Regions from separate parts of the Ovis aries genome. Here region 1 is linked to region 2. A link is a contact called in public Hi-C data. All regions are on one chromosome and are shown on one strand. Each heading gives the region's core, a stretch centred on a gene start, on an enhancer-like site or on the middle of the called end of the contact. The rest is flanking DNA. Distances are from core to core; before and after follow the strand shown. Region 1 has its middle 120 kb from the start of EDEM3. Region 2 has its middle 32 kb from the start of TSEN15.

Region 1 (4,872 bases), core at 1,039-3,538, 540 kb after region 2:
ACCCCTTTTGGAGCTCTGGGAGCTTTGGAAATCTGTGCTTCAGCTCATATTTTGAGGTCCTCTTCTCTCGCTTTCCCACACAGAGGGCAGGCACCCTGAAGTCCCACAGCACCTAGCAGTGAGCTGCACACAGAACTGGACTCAGCAAACTCTTTTTTTAATTTAGTGAAGGTTGTGCTAATATCTGCTGTTACAGTAAAATGATTCAGTTATATGTATATGCATTCTTTTTCATATTCTTTTCCATCAGGGTTTATCACTATTGAATTTAGTTCCCTGTTATACACAGTAGGGCTTTATTGTTTATCCATCCTGTATGTAATAGTTTGCATCTGCTAATCCCAAATGCCCAATCCTTCCCTCCCCCACCCCCCACCGACAAACACAAGTCTGTTCTCTGAGTCTGTGAGTCTGATTATCTTGCATAGATAGGTTCATTTGTGTGGTGGTTTAGGTGCCACATGTAAGCAATATCATATGGTATTTCAGCAAATGTTTTGTGATCTGACTCTCTCATTTTTGCTGTGAATGAAACTCAATCACCTCATGTGTGTTCCCATTTGGCATAACACACCCTGTCCACATGCATCTCCCTGCAGGCTGCTCAACCCACCTGGGGGCTCACACGTGGCCCCTCAGACCTGCCCATGACTACTTTCCACACGGCTCAGAAACATGGTCTCCCATCGAGGAAACGTTAAAGAAGAGGCTTGGCAGATGTGAAGTGATGCTGGAGAATGAGAGAGAATTCCACTTGCTAGAGAAGGAACTTCCTAAGACTTAGTGAGCTGTTCAATGCTGTTTTAAACATCAGAGTTGAAATGCCTGCCAGTAGCTCTCCTTCCAGAACTTTTTTTTTTTAATTGGAGCACAACTGCTTCACAATGCTGTGTTAGTTGCTGCTACACAATGAAGTGAATCAGCTTATGTAGAAACATATCCCCTCCCTCTTGAGCTTCCCTCCCACCGCCTCTAGGTCATCAAGGAGCCCTGAGCTGAGCTTCCTCTGCTGTATAGCAGCTTCCCACTAGCCATCCATTCTACACACGAGAGTGTATAAACACCAATCCCAAGAGTTGTATGGCTCAAACTAATGGTGTTAAGAGTGAATAAATGCTAGGGGTGAGTAGGGCTTGAGAATCACACACATACACACACACAATAAAAGAGAAGGTGTCACTTAGACAAAGCTCATTGGTTCATCCTAAGACAAGCTTTCATTAACGGTCTACTCTGGGGGAATGGTTCTCAACCATGGCTGCAGGTTAGGTCACATGGGGAGGTTTTCAGACCACAACCAACGTCCAGACCTCAGGTCACTCAAGTCAGGATCTCCAGGAGCAGGGCTGGGTATTTTTAGGTATCTCCCCAGGCCACTGTGAGGCACAGGGAGGGTCCCCAAGCCACTTGTGCACCCAGTATGCCACTGAGATGGTCACCAGCAAACAAAGATGGACAGAATGAACCCTGCCCCCAGGGAGCTATGGAATAGTAGTGCATGCTGGACCGTCCACACACTCCAAGGGGCTGTAAGAGCCTGGAAAAGGAAACACCCAACTCTGCTACCAATCGTGATGATAAGAATGAACCGGGAAAGGTGAGGAATAAGGAGGACTCCGGGTGACGCGTGAAGGTGAGTCCCTCTTGGTGGTGGACAAGAGAACGAATCAACCCCCAGAAGATGAAGAGCTCAGGCTAGCGAAAGGCCTCAGGGTTCATCGGGTGTCCAGGCAGGATTTTGCTTAAGCCATTCTGAAGGAAGAGAATTTCGTGAACTCCCCCATCCTGAACGGGAGACTTACCCCTCATAACTGACCCCAGGTTATCGCTGACCTCAAGCTGCAGCCTAAGCCTACTCCTGCTAGCAGTGTTCCTCACCCCACTGCTTGTCAGCTCTCAGGATGCCCCTGGCCCTGGGAGATACGTTCAGGCTAACACACAGCATCTTGGAAAGGAGCCTCTTCCCATCAAATTGACAAACCTCAGGGAAGGCAGCTCCCATCCCCAAGAGAGCTGGGTCCCCTTGGCAAGGGGGCTGGGAGCAGTGGCTGCTCATCTTCCTGCAGCATCTCTCAACTGAACACACAGAACAGGACCTTGTCTGGGGCAGAGCCAAAGTGTGGGGTGAGGGTTATGGTGGTTATAACTGGGGCTGCCGTGGTTGAACTCCTGGTGAGTTCGGGAATTGCCAGCTGGGATGTTACCCGAGACATAAGCATCCCCTCACGTGGGGCAGCCAGGCTCGCGGCTGGAATTTCAAGCACTTGCTCCAATTGTTCCCAGAGCTGTGGTCATTGGTATGCTCGGCACTTGGTCATTGACCTGACACTGGGTTCTCATGGTTTGCTCTCCTATCTGGGACTGAGAGCCCTGAATATAACCAAGACAGACAGTATCCTATAAAAAGCAGTTGTAAAGACTGGTCTGCCTCCTCCCTGCTTCCCAGGGCCCCAGCTGTGGGGTGAGCCTGGGGCTGGCTAGTTTCCCCACAGTCCTTTTGTGTTGGCTGAAGCCTCCCCTGAACACTTCTCATCAGCTACAAACCAAGGCTGGGGCCCACAGGGATATGAGTCTCCCATGGTCAGACTGGAATACAAATGGAGTTGCCGATTTAAAGATCAGGTTAGATGGCGTGGGATGGGCGGGCCACGCAGAGCAGAAACTCCCTTCCGAAGCTCCATCATTCTACATGTGAAAATTCAAGTCACTAACAAGGCTCTGTCTGTTTTCAGCTCCCACCCCCTCTTCCCAGGCCCTTGGCCGAAAAAGGAGAAAGGAAGCTTTAAATCGTCACCCTAAATCCTCTTTTATCCTTGACATAATCTTCAGGATTTGTGCTCCTAGGGACTCTGGAATTCTGGTGCCCCGGGGTCCCCTCTGACTCCTGCCAGGGGCCACAAACATCTCCTCATTCCCACCCCTCCTCCCCCACACAAAATTGGAAGGAAAAAGCTTGAAGATTTTCCAAACTAAAAGTAAACAGGGTCATTGGTATTAAGTAGGAAGACCCAGGTAAACTGAAGTCTCTTGGTCATGATCAGAGCTGATTTGCATCCTCAGGTCCCAGGTGAATGGACTTCTTAGCAGAAGCCGAGTCTACCAAACACTGATAGTCACTGGGGGACAGTGTGACATCAAGGCCATCAACTGGTCCCCAACTGGTCCACCCTCATAACAGTCACTGCCACATACCAAACAGAGACGAAATGTTCTCTCACATAATCCTTCAGATAACCCCTATGAAGCTTTATAGTTGGGGAGACTGAGCCACAGAGAGATTGAGTAACTTGCCCAAGGTCACACTGCATGCATGCAGACCCAGGATTAGGTCATCTGACTCAGAGGCCTAGCTTGTAACCACTCAGCCTTAGGGCCACTCACATGTGTGCCTTGGGTCAGCACGCCACGTCCTCTCTGCTTGATCACATTCTTTGCCTGGGCCACCTCTGAGCCACCTTCTCCAGCTTCCCTCCAGTATTCTCATCCTTCCTTCCGTCTCATCTTCCCTTCCTCCAGTTGAAACAGCTCCCCTAAATGTGTCCCTCCTCAACCAAACCCACCATGTACTCCTCATACACATAGGCCGCTGTGAGACGTGGAAGGGACCCCAGGCAGCCCTTCCTGCACAGCACCTACACCTGGGGGTTCCTTACTTTTCTTTTCTCCCTCCTCCTTTCTTCTCTCCCCCTCCCTCTCTCGCCCTGTTTCCCTCTCCCCTTCTCTGCCTTCCCAAGCTTTCCACTTACCTTCCCAGCTTTTCTGCATGCTGGGATAGATAATCTGGAGTCAGCAGCTCATTCCAAGGAGTTCGTACGAGTTCCATAATCTTCCAAGACCAGTCCTGAGAGACCTGTCCTCGTGACAGGGTCAGCCCAGCATTCTCAGGCCCTACCAGCAGAGGGGGCCCTGCTGCTCTCAGCAGGAGGCACTTTGAGAACTTATTCATAATGTGTTGTCCCTGAATTTGTTTACCATTGTTACTTGACATACTGGGCTAAGACCCAGTGAAGACGGACCTCCCATCTACCCACACAGCCACCTCCACGGGTCACCTCAGAAGTAATCAATCCTTGCTGCCAACTGGCTGACCCAGGCAGCCGCTGAGTGCACGTGAAAACTAGTAGCCAATCAGCACTCCCCATAGCTTTTTTGAAAGATTCACACGTGTTTAACATGTATAAAGCCAAAGAAAAACAGTCCTGAATTCTATAGCAGTATTCCATACAATTCATATGGCCATAGAACCTACAACTCAGCATGTATAAAAATAATGCGTATAGCAAACCCCGCTTGTAAGCACGACATACTCTCTTTTTAGCTGCCAGGTTTGGGGATTGGGGGACTATCACGCACACACACACACACACACACACACACACACACACACACACAGAACCAGCACAATGGAGCTAACCCATAGGGGCCCAAGGTGCAGGTGAGGGCGAGGAGGGGCACAAGTCCCAGGGGAGGAGCTGTGAGGAGGTCCTGAGGCGGTTAGAGGCCAAGCCAGAGCTCAGTAGCTTGTCCACCATGGAAGGACATGGTGGAGCTGACCGGTCAGACCCTTGGAGCAGCTGCGCTACTCCAGGAGGTTCAAGCAGTTCTTGGGAAACCCAGCTTCTAGTTGCTGTAGTGACAGCTGCCACGCTGGACACAGGATGAGTTTGCTATGGTCCTGGGAGATGCCAATTTGCACCCAGCCATTACTGAGTGCAGGATGATGGTGCTGTGTGCACAAAATCAGGTACACGGGTAGCTGGACTAGTCCAACACCTTCCCAACGGTGCCCACCTTCAGCAAGTGTCCACTCATGGAGTTCTGGGAATATGTGGAGCATGGTCTTCATGGGGGAGTTGGGATGGGAACTCAACG
Region 2 (4,433 bases), core at 1,098-3,597:
GTACTGAGGACCTCGGTTTAGTGGGCTGTTAGCAAGAGGCCACCCTCTTGGTCGCATGAGCCTTGCCAGCGTAACTGGTTGTTTGCTCAAAGCCAGTGACAGAGTCCGCAAGGTGGACCTTGTAATCTTACATAATGTAGTCATGGATCCTGTCACCTTTGCCATTTTCTGTTGGTTAGAAGCAAACCAGGGCTTATTACACTTGAAAACAGCAGTAACAAGAATGGGAACTTGGCCAAAAGAAGGAAAATTGTTTAAAGCATCATTCTTGAGCCACAGTAGTTCCTGACTCCTTTCCTTTGGTGTTATTTGAATTTGACTTTTCTTTTTGATGGAAGGTCTTGGTCTTTCCTTCCCCAGAAGGCCTGAATATCCGCCAATTCAGAACAAAGTGTGTTTCTGTGACCCCAGGTAGAAATGTGCAGACTTATCGGTTCGTAGGGTCTTTGCCATTTGACTCCTTTTGAGGCTTTTCATTGCAGTGTTAGAAAACAGTCTGTATTTTCAGAAAGATATGTAAGACTAAATGAACATTAAATTTATGTGTCAGGCCTGGTGACCGGTGGGCCCCTAGGTAACTACAAGATCAGAAGTGCCTTGGGGTTGACTGTGAAAGGAGCTTTCTGTGAGAAAGCTCCAAAACTAGGTTTCAATCTCCCTGTATGTTCTGGAACGTTTACTCTTTTTTTGGAATGGTCCCTATGTACTTGACAGAAGTCGCCCTGTCCCAGGACAGCCAGATACCTGCTCGTGTGAAGAATGGTCCAGAACAGGTTGAAAATGGAGACAACTTAGCTCTGTTGGTCTCATTTTAGTGAAAAATTGGTAAACTGATTTCTATAGTATGATCAAGTAATTAACCTTTTATCAGATAATTGCATTTACATCTACTTCTCTTGTTAGACAATGGGCTCTTTAAGAACAGAACAAAGAACTGTGTCCTTAAAATTTTTTAAATTAAATTGTAGTTGATTTGCAATATTAGTTTCAGATATATAGCATAATGATTCAATACTTTTCTAGATTCTACCCCGTTTAAAGTTACTGCAGCATAACGGTATATTTCCCTTTCTGTGCAGTGTATCCTTGTTGGTTTTTATTTTGCACATAGTAGTTTGTGTCTCTTAACCCCCTACCCCCGTTTTGCCCCTCCATCCTCCCTCCTCCCTACTGGTAACCTCTAATTTGTTCTCTGTATCTCTGAGTCTGTTTCTGTTTTGTTAATATTCACTAGTTTGTTTTATTTTTAGATTCCACATATAAGTGATAACAAACCATGTCTTTTTAAAAATACTTCTGTGTAGCTCATCACCTTTCACAAACTGGCATATACTGAGCACTCAAATATTTCATGAAAAAATGAATGCTAATTGTAGACTTGTTTATTTGTATAATGGTTTACTTTTTGCCCGAAGGCAAACTAAAATGATCAGTTTGGACACCAGAGGGCACTGCTAAATAAGCACAAAATTTTCAGACTTTAGAAATGAATTAACTTGAGAAGTGGTACTCCTGAAAATTTATTTTCAATCGATGAAAATAAATAAAAATATAAATAAGTTTTATGTGCTTACCTTCCCCCTCCTTTTTCTTTCTGGTATGACTCCAAAATTACACTCTCTGCTGACATTAAATATGTGACTTGATTCATGCATTACTGGAAATATAAATCTATATTTAAAAATAAAAGCTTATTTGGGGCAAGAGTGGGTGGGTGACTGTTTTTTTTTTCCTCGAATATGGTTTTGTTCATATTCGTCTGCCATGATGCATTTCATTTTTTCCATGCAGAAGCCTAATACATTAAATAAAATTTTCAAGAGCAGATCAGGTAGCAAGAGACACCAGCTCTAAAACACTCACTGAACTGGCTAATTCCTGGTGGTGAGAGATGTAAATTGCTACTGTAACACCTATAAACTTGTCCACTAAAGGGACGCCCTCTCTAGATGGGAGCAGGATGGAGGAAAGGGTGTGCGGTGGTTTCCCTCTAGTACTGTCTTTGTCTTTGTATTTTGGGGTTCCTCCTCAGTGCTCCTTCTGTGCTGGGACGGCTCAGAACACTGAGTGATCTAGGTCCTGTGACTCCAGACTGAACTTACTTTGCTTCCTTACCTGGGCTGTCTAGGAGAATGCGGTCTTAAACACTGCATATCTCTCATGAAGAACAGAGGGTGGAGGCACTTAGGAATTCTAAGCTACAACTAGAATAGAATAGTCATCCACAAAGTTCATGGAATCTGCAGTTTGAAAAAAAGCTGAAACAGCTTTACACTTTTATATGCCTGGAACCAAGTGGCTTAATCAAAACTTCATGGTGTTTCATCTTCTCTCTCCGAGCGTTTCAGTTCTGAATTCCTCACTGAGGTCACTTTTTCCATTGCAGCCCCAGCAGGAGGGCTTTCACTGCGGCAGCACTGTGGTTCCTGCCAGAGTTTATAGTTCTTCTAGACAGAAGCTCTTTATCCATCTGCAGTATGTTACCTTGACTGTTTACATGTGCGGAATAATGTCGTATTCTCTGAACAATTAGTACAATTTTCCCTCCTTCCAGACCAAGAGCTGTCCGTTCCTTACCACCCCCACTCCTGCAGCTAATCCCCTTAATGATCTTTGAATAAGAGCTTACTTAGGTTCACAAAGGAAGAAGATGGGAAAATCACATAACTTATTGGATGGGTCTACTTTTAAAATGTTTAGATGATTCTGGAAGATAAACCATTTTAACTAAAATCAAACAAAGATTGGCTTTTTAGATTTCAGGATACTAATTGGAGGTAGTATTAGGAATTTAATTAAAGTTTATTAATTTATTAACATTTAATTTATCTTCAGACATTAACTGGACTCCTCTGTGCTTAGATGACTATGGTAGGTGCTGAGGTAACAAAGATTATTGAGATATGACCTGTGCTCTTAAGGAGTGCAGATAGCATATTACGACTCTCCTGGCCAAAACTCTAAAGAGTGTTGCTGGTATGAGTGAGGAATACCTGTCACGCAGCATATGAAGTATGAAGTTTATGCTGTTTACTTAATGGTGAAGGGATTCCACAACTGAACAGTTTTCAGAAAATCATTGCATATTTATTATTTGTCCCAAACGACTGAACGTTGGACAAGATACAGAGAAATATTGCCTAGGGCACCTCTCAAAGACTTTTGTCTGACTTACAAGGAGAAAAATCTCTGTGTACAGGTAATTTGAGAATGTTACAAGCCAGTATTACATATAAATGCTAAACAATAATTGTAGTCTTTTATTCGCTACCAAGAGCTTCAGTACTGTTTATTTTGATTCTCACAGCAGAGCTGATGTTATTTACTTGCTGTGCTATGCTAAGTTGCTTCAGTCGTGTCTGACTCTTTGAGACGTGACAGACTGTAGCGCTCCAGACTCCGCTGTCCATGAGATTCTCCAGGCAAGAATACTGGAGTGGGTTGCCATGCCCTCCTCCAGGGGATCTTCCCGACCCAGGGATCGAACCCATGTCTCTTATGTCTCCTGCTTTGGCAGGTGGGTTCTTACCACTAGTGCCACCTGGGAAGCCCCGTTTACTTGCTTTTATTACTTTATGTGTAAAAGTATATGCATGTATATGTATAAAGTGATAAAAGTTGGATGACGCTTTCATTGTTGGATGGTATCACTGACTCGATAAACATGAGTTTGAGCAAGCTCCTGGAGTTGGTGATGGACAGGGAGGCCTGGCATGCTGCAGTCCTTGAGGTTGCAAAGAGTTGGACACAGCTGAGCCACTGAACTAAACAGATGCATTGGCAATGTATTGATAAAGTTTTATCCCAAAGAATAAATACATCCATGTCCATGCTTTTATGTAAGCAAACCTAAAACAATATTTAAGGTTAAATGAGAAATCAGAAAGGTTCTTTGCTTATTGGAGCTAAATTTTGTGCTGGGACAAAGTAGACTCGGGGAACTTCTAAATGATGTTTTCACCCTCAGTGAGGAAGGGTCTGGCACCCTAGACATCTCCCAAATATGCTTGCTACTGCTTGAAATCCTACCATAATTCTATTCTTGATCATAAAGCTTTGATCCAATTTGACAAGCATTTTTGCAGGACCCCATGGCAAGGCCCAATGCTAAGATTCTGGGGAACTATAAGCCCAATTATTTTATTATTAGAATCAACAGATAAAGTTAATCAATTGAACTGTTGTATGAATTTCTAAATGTTTAATTTCTATACTTACCTCAATACAGACCAGAGATATTTTGTGGATAGATTCCTGTATTTGGAACACACTTTGAGTAGCATGTGTTAGAGCTCCTGGTGGTTCAGCTGGCAAAGAATCTGCCTGCAATGCAGGAGACCCTGGCTTGATTTCTGGGTTGGGAAGAGACCTTGGTGAAGGGGTAGGCTACCCACTCCAGTATTCTTGTCTGGAGAATCCCCATGGCCAGAGGA

Evidence for each region. A called contact is a pair of places that touch in the nucleus more often than the background predicts.
Region 1: a contact with region 2 is called in a Hi-C map of muscle, with 3 times the contacts expected there. The contact joins two enhancer-like sites. A contact is called at or near these places in 5 of 16 Hi-C or Micro-C datasets (mixed tissues, muscle, skin fibroblasts and 1 more).

What each region holds. Positions count from the first base shown.
Region 1 is chr12:65,106,788-65,111,659 of ARS-UI_Ramb_v3.0, forward strand. It overlaps the pseudogene LOC114117278. Among named protein-coding and RNA genes, the nearest start is that of EDEM3, 120 kb to the right of the region's middle. Within about 2 kb of position 2,289, at least 9 of the 54 cell types and tissues checked have an H3K27ac peak or open chromatin away from gene starts, as enhancers often do.
Region 2 is chr12:64,568,159-64,572,591 of ARS-UI_Ramb_v3.0, forward strand. No RefSeq gene overlaps it. Among named protein-coding and RNA genes, the nearest start is that of TSEN15, 32 kb to the left of the region's middle. Within about 2 kb of position 2,348, at least 6 of the 54 cell types and tissues checked have an H3K27ac peak or open chromatin away from gene starts, as enhancers often do.